Regions from separate parts of the Rattus norvegicus genome. Here region 1 is linked to region 2. Evidence: chromatin contacts called from public Hi-C data. All regions are on one chromosome and are shown on one strand. The core of a region is the stretch at or near the end of the contact, and the rest is flanking DNA. Distances in the headings are between cores, read along the strand shown. Region 1 overlaps Mrrf (mitochondrial ribosome recycling factor). Region 2 overlaps Rbm18 (RNA binding motif protein 18).

Evidence for each region. A called contact is a pair of places that touch in the nucleus more often than the background predicts.
Region 1: a contact with region 2 is called in a Hi-C map of liver, with 3 times the contacts expected there. The contact joins two enhancer-like sites. A contact is called at or near these places in 3 of 12 Hi-C or Micro-C datasets (kidney and liver).

What each region holds. Positions count from the first base shown.
Region 1 is chr3:39,903,756-39,907,260 of GRCr8, forward strand. Mrrf (mitochondrial ribosome recycling factor) reads left to right here. Exons shown (of 7, transcript NM_001008354.1): 5 at 2,863-2,954. Among named protein-coding and RNA genes, the nearest start is that of Mrrf, 21 kb to the left of the region's middle. Within about 2 kb of position 2,061, at least 1 of the 93 cell types and tissues checked has an H3K27ac peak or open chromatin away from gene starts, as enhancers often do. A contact at or near this core is called in liver, where this site is marked.
Region 2 is chr3:39,869,009-39,872,547 of GRCr8, forward strand. It overlaps Rbm18 (RNA binding motif protein 18), which reads right to left. Exons shown (of 6, transcript NM_001107838.1): 4 at 2,324-2,410; 5 at 558-643. Among named protein-coding and RNA genes, the nearest start is that of Rbm18, 14 kb to the right of the region's middle. Within about 2 kb of position 1,508, at least 3 of the 93 cell types and tissues checked have an H3K27ac peak or open chromatin away from gene starts, as enhancers often do. A contact at or near this core is called in liver, where this site is marked.

The DNA of each region.
Region 1 (3,505 bases), core at 811-3,310, 35 kb after region 2:
CCAATTGAGTGGTTTCTTATTTTAGTCCAGAACTCATAGATGATTAAGAGAGCCTAGAGGTCTGTTTTCATGTGCCTTGTATTATAAGGGCCCACTGAGGTGTAGAGAATGTGGAAGGCCAGTAATCAATATGGCACTAACAGGGTTGGCTGTTTACCCGTCTACAGACATTTTGCCATTCCTTATCCATCATGGTGGATTAGCTTAAGAATAGCAAGGGCAAGCATTATAATTGATAATGTAACTCTTCTCTGCCTGTCCCCAGATGGGGTCAGTGATCTTTCTCACTATATACAGTATTCTAGCAGTTGTAACCAGTTGGTTAGTATTAAGAGCAAAGCAACTAGTCTGCCTTGTGATACCAGTGAGTGATTGTCCCCCTCTAGTGAGTGAATAAAGGCTAGGATGAGGCAAGGGAATTATATATGCATGTATGCATTTTGTTTGTTTCTTTGACCCATGAATTGCTTAATACTGTTAGGGAGATGATTATAATTTCCTGAGGTCTGTGTCCTACCATGTGAAACCAAAATACACATAGCAAGGATAAATTAGAAGAATTACTTTCTGAGGGTTTCTTTAAAAAAACAAAACAAAAAAACAACAACAAAAAAAAAAACAAAAAAAACCCCTCACTTAACATTTTTCCCTGAATATGAAGACATATAAAAACTAAAATGTAAAAAGTAAGGTTTTGAAGTAAAGTCAGGAGATGCATTTTCTAATAGATTTATTTAAGGAAGATTACTAGTATTTGTTCAAGTTGTTGGTGCCCACTTGCCTTGTACTTCACCTGGCACTGGACCTTCTACTGTGAAGGTGAAATTTTTGGGGCACATTTCCTGCCTGGCTTGGTGAGTCAGTACTCTCGTGTCTAAGGGGAAGGTTGCATGGAATATATTCATCTGAAAGGAGCTCGGTGGTGGTAGGGGGATTATAAGCAGTGTTTTCTTGGTTTTATGGTGAGAAGACTGGGGGATGGGAGATAAAGCTTCCTCCATGAAATGGGGGTCCTCTCTTTCACTCTTAACTCCACCAATGAATGATTTTGTTAAGGATGACTGTTCTTCTCTGCAGAGGATACTAACTTTATGTCTTTACCTAGTTAACCTTTTTAATTTGACTTCATGTCTGGGAGTGTTTTACTGTTTATGTGCGTACTATGTGCATGCAGTGCCCACAGGGCCAGAAGATGGTGATGAGTCCCCTGGAACTGGGGTTACATATGGTTAGTGGCTGCCTCATGGGTGGTGAGAAACAAACTCAGATCCTTTGCAAAAGCAGCAAGTGTTACTGACTGCTGAGCCTTCTCTCCGGCTCCACATAGACAGGTAGTACTCACAGTCCTTTCCTTATGTAATAATTACTGAGTACACTGAGCTTGGGGATCTTTGAAGAGTAAAGACAGCACAACAACGTTGGACTAAATGTAGTTCAGCTTCTCCTTACCCCTGAGAGCAACTGGGGTTTGACAGGTCATGTCCTTATTGTGCATTTCTTGGGTTGTCAGGGAATACTCTCTGTTCTAAAGGATTTGGCTTTACCCTGTAGGCCCCTTGCCTTGTTCACAGTCAACAGCTGGAGCTTGGTTATGTCACAGGTCCCTTTGCAACCTGAGAGCCTGTGGCCAGAGGTGCCATTTTAAAGCTTTAGATTCTTCACATCTTCATGTGGATGTTCTAGTTTGCCATTTTGACCCCATACGGGTATAGGATTAAGGTTATTTAAAGATGGGATGGGAAGTTTTTACATTAACAGTGAGATGCTTGGAGAAATAAATTAGCTATGTGCCACCCTCCATGCTTTCAGATGTAAAAGCTGGGGAAGAGCTCAAGTCAGGAGCTGGCCTTCGAGATCAAGTGAGGCGGATCAGCCTGGGAAACCTAAAACTCTTTCGAGCATGTCAGAAGCCTCGTTCTTAGGAGTTCATTGTCATCTAGTGGGAATCTCTTCCATTCACTTTCTTTTGCTTTTAGGATCGATACTAGGCTGGACATTAGGGACTCTGTACTAGTGAGTGAGCCTGTCAGAGGAGATCCTGGAGGATGTTAGGACGACGACAGTGTTTCAGTGTAACTCGTACATTAACTCTGACATTGATTTGAGGACTTTACACGTGCTCAGTACATGGACATGGGTTATTCGTATCCTAACTGCTCTTACTGGGCATTAACAGCACTGAGTAAGGCACATTAGTTCACCGTCTTAATGATGTTTGGGTACCAGGTCATCTCAGATTGTGAATGGTCAAATTTATTGTTCAGGGAACCTTGTCCCAGAGCTAGACATAAGCTGAAGCTTTTCTGACTCCCAAGACCCACGCTGTGACTCTTGTCCATTCTGCCCTTTGCTGTGCACACGGAGGAGGTTTACTCTCAGGCCGAAGTGTGAGCTTGGGATTGAGTGTAGGTCTGAACGAGTTAAATTTATTTACTCATTCCACATCGGCACTGGTATATTTTGAGTGTAAAATGTCAACTGGAATTTTTAACGTATGAAATCTTTCATCTGTCTTTGCACCGATCTTTGCACAGACCAGTCCTCCTCCCTTGAGGATTTATTGTGGTTTTGATCTGTGTTGCCTCAAACCATTGAAATCTTTTCAAAGAAGCAGAGCTGTTTTCTTTTTATTTTTTCTACTCTTTCTTTTTTCCTTCCGCAATACACTGGTACCAGGAGTGGACATAGTTTGCTATTCAGCTTGATCAAAGCACTCTACACCAGTGTAACTTCCTGATCTTACTGGTAACAGAACTAAATGTTTCCATGTTCTGCCAAGATGGGTTGCCAGTTATCGACAGAGGGCTTGCATCTGGTAATAATTATTTACTAATTCTGTTTACCTTTTGATCTGGTTTTCAGTGTACAGCTGCAGCTATCAAGGCTATAAGAGAAAGTGGAATGAATCTGAACCCAGAAGTGGAAGGAACACTAATTCGGGTACCCATTCCTAAGTAAGTTTGGCTGAAATCCATGTATTCCAGTGATGGGGGTAGTTGCCCTTGGATGAAAACCAGTATCCTGCAGCACTCTTGGGCCAGTGGCATGGCTCACTTACCTGCGTCTTCCACCCTGGCTGTGCTATAAGATCAGTTTGCTGGCACAGACTCGTTCCCAACACCTATGTGTGCTGGACGCTTGGTCTACAGCAGTGAGCTTTCAGAACACCTTGTCCTCACACTTTTGGCAGAAAAGTTAGGACAAGTTAGCACACAGAGCCATTACAGATCACATTAAGTAAATTCTAGGAGGAAATAAAAGCCACTGGTATCCAAGTGAGAGCGCATGGTGGGAGAGACGGAGGAAAGGGCAGGTTTAGTGTGGGGGATTCTGTAAGGAGCTAATGTTTCTGCTGAGAGAGAGCCTGATGAGGAGGCAGACTCATCAGCCTAGAGGAAACATTCCAGGAAGGGTGAGTGGCAAGCCTCAGATCAGAAAGCAACTTGACACTGTCAACTCTAACCCCATGTTCCTTGTTGAATTATTTTTACATTAGTCTTTGCTA
Region 2 (3,539 bases), core at 258-2,757:
ACAGTGCAAAGAAAGAAAAAACAAAAACCAACAAAATCCCTGAACACCACACACACACAACTGCTTCTGCTCCCCCACCCACTCAACTCCCCTTCTCTATTCAACTCTTGGTGCCCCTGTTTTGAATTAACTCCAAAGAAGCAGCTGACAAGCCATGTAGATGGGAACAAGACTATTATAGCTGCTGCAGGGACACAGAATCAACATCTGCGAGCACAGGAGAGGCCAGAGTCGGGGAGGAATTAGTATATAACGAAAATGCCAGGGACACAGCTCTCATTAGAATGCTTGTTTTCAGGGTAAAGGGCTGTGTGTGATTTATCTCCTAGCGCTAGCTCAAGGAGCTGTGTGTGACCATTAAACCTGTTCCTTTTTCGGTGAATGAATTCTATGAATGGTGGTACATGATTATGAAGGGGGAGTGTGGAGAAAGAGGAAATATACACTGACCATCTCTCTCTTAACACAACAGACCCGCGGTCTACTCTAGATTAAGAGCCTGTCGCGTCTCACTATACTGTGATCAGAGTGTTGGCAGTGCTCGGATGCTGCCTTACCTGAGGTTAGACTGAGTAGCTTCAGTGCTTGAGGATGGCTCAAGGCTGATGGGAAGGATCTTATCATTCTTGTTATGATCGTATCTCTGAAAGGGACAGAAGGTAGATTACTTCACCCAGGCAGAAGTTAGCTGACAGAAGTCCAACACGGGTAAAATATGCCAATCCTATCCATTTTACCACCAGCGTATTGCTAGACAGCCCTAGGCCTGTTTTATATTTAATATTAATGCAAAATTTTGTCCTAGAAAAAGAAGTCCAGAAAAAGCTTCTATCTCGTCATTAGTCTTTTTGGGGAGAGGAGGAATTTCCTAGCTAAGAACTTCATTGCTCAAACTCACAGATGTACAAATGCACAGCAGGGCTGCCTGCCCTCTCACAGTCTTAAACCTGCCATATAATGCTTCTTACAGTATTGGTTTATTCAAACCACTTTAAAATTCTGCTAGATTCTGCAAAGTAACAAGTATAATACTCAACGCTTAATCGGCCTGCTGGAGAAGAGGAGTAGTAACAACACTCCATGTTGGACAGAGGAAAGGAGTTTAATTTGATGTCAAATAATTACGTACTTGTTGTGAAAAGTATGACACTGAGAGCAATCAGGGGCCTCTGGTCAGAAAAGAAACCACGAGGTAGACATTTCATATGAAAGGCAGGATGAAGGGTGATTTCTCCTGTTTGCCTCTTCCTGAGATGCAGGATGAGAAACTTAGCTGAGACACTGAGGGTGCCTGTCCCATCGCGACCTGGGATGTGCACAGGCCTCACAGCTTATACAGCCTGCTTTTCAGCAGGGACATGCTACTCAGATGTCAATTTAGTCTGAGTTCTTATGGGGAAGTGTGCTAGGAAGCAGGCAGCACGGCTCAGATCAGAACCTGGGCTCATCTAGCTGAGAGCAGACGCTCTAGCTCTGACAGCTGCAAGTCCGTCTGCTGGCAGATTTGCAGCAAGGGCTGTCTGTTGGGACTGCTGGAGTCCACCCCTTACCACTTGCGTGCCAGCTGGAACAGAATACCTTTTTGCTTGTTTGTTTTGGTTTTTGTAAACTAGAGTTTCTTTGTGTAGGCCAAGCTGTCCTGGAATTTGCCCTGTAGACTAAGCTGGCCTTGAACTCACAGAAATCCACTTGCCTTTGCCTTCTATGTGCTGGGATTAAAGCGTGTGCCACTATAGCCTGGTTAGAATGCCTTAAAAAAAATGGCCACAGCTTTTACAGTACCTTTCCCCAAGAGACCAACTATAAAGTGGACAGGGCAGTGTGCCACTTTTCAAGGCCTGGAGCCATACAGACCCTGCAAAGTTCCACAAATCCACACTCTAGTCATTCTCCCAACCTCTGCAGGAGAGGGACTATAGTGCTTTAAGCACAAAGAGCCTACCCACTTCTCAAGTGTTTAGAACAATAAATACATGGGAACTCTCCTTAGAGATGTGAGGCTGGGAAGAGTCATAGACTCTCCACCCCAAGAACAATTCCCATTAAAAAAAAAAAAAAAGACAGAGGCTTCAGTGTACACATAAGCCACGTGCAAAAATCAATCACAGCAGGACCTGTGAGCATGTGCAGAGAAACAATGAGGGAACTTGCTTCCTCTCCAACAGCTTTCAAAAGAAAAGTCTGGCGAGACACATAGTCAATTCAAGTGGAGGAGAGCAAAGCACGGCTGTGGCACAAACAGGCCGCACGTAATGGAGAGCTGGGCTACTCATCAGAGACTCAGCCAGGGTGGGTGCTTTGTGTCTGTCTCCCTTACACTCACCTTGACCTGAGCGTGGGCCCATCGCACAACCAGCTTCTTAGACAGCGCCAGCTTGCCATTGAGACACTGGATGGCTTGTTCTGCTTCCTGTCCAAGACAGGACAAGAGTCAGTCAGAAATTCAAACACTTATCAGTTACCTGTACTCTCACAGGGCCTCAGTAAGTTTCGATAGCTGGGTTTCTAACCAAATTGCTTTTGGTAACTGGACTTATAATTCAACTTGGCTTATAATTTCAAATGGTCAAACAACAATAACATCTTGAATTTTAAAAACGAAATAAGATTTCAAATCCTCTGTCACTTGTTGGCAGTGCAGGGTTTGCAGGTATTTAAAGTCTCTACATTTGTCAGCTGTAAAATATGGTCACTACTACTCGTTCCCGAGGGGTGGCTGTGAGTCTTCAGAGGGCATGAAAAGCAGGACGCACAGAGGAGGCGCTCCAGTGTGAGCTGACAGCACTGCCCCCTCAGGTGCTATCTTTCTGCACACACATGCGTTAGCCGGTGTGCAGACTACATCACGAACCAGTGCTCACTCGGGAGCTATGGAGTTATATCCTTGACTACAGCTCAAGGATAAGAAGGCAATCAGGCTGGAAAAGGCAGAGCTAATCCAAGAGACTGAGCGAGGCATCTGTGAGTCAACCTATGCGCCTGGTTTTCAGAGCACAAACTCTCCCGACCCTCTCATCAGCAGACATAGCAGCGACAAGGTTAAAAGGAACGCCAAAGCTGAGAAGTCACTCTCAGCAAACCTTCCCATCCTGACAAACCACTGGTATCCATGAGGCATTCAACTAAGTGGAACTCACATCCAGTAGGGGTGAAGAGGCCCGAAAGGAAGACTTGGACAGCGGTGAGTCTGTAGCACTCAGCAGCCATCTATTCCATGCACTTTCATCACCATGCACTGTGTGTCAGGCACTGGCTGCTCACCCGCTGTAAGAAGGCCCCACCAGAGCACACAGAGCGAGACAGGAGACACGCTTTGCTTCACTTGTGGGATTACAATGTCCTTAATGTTCTCTTAGCCCTAAAGTAGCAGCAGCAGTAGAGGCCAACAAGGGATAAGCATTCTAAAAGAACAATTACCATCTCTGTACATTGTTTCAAAGTTCACAAATTTAATACTATATGTTCACTGTACTGTCACATCTACACTTACATATTCTCAGTCTCTCCAAATTTGCAAAAGAGAACCTCTTACCCTTCTC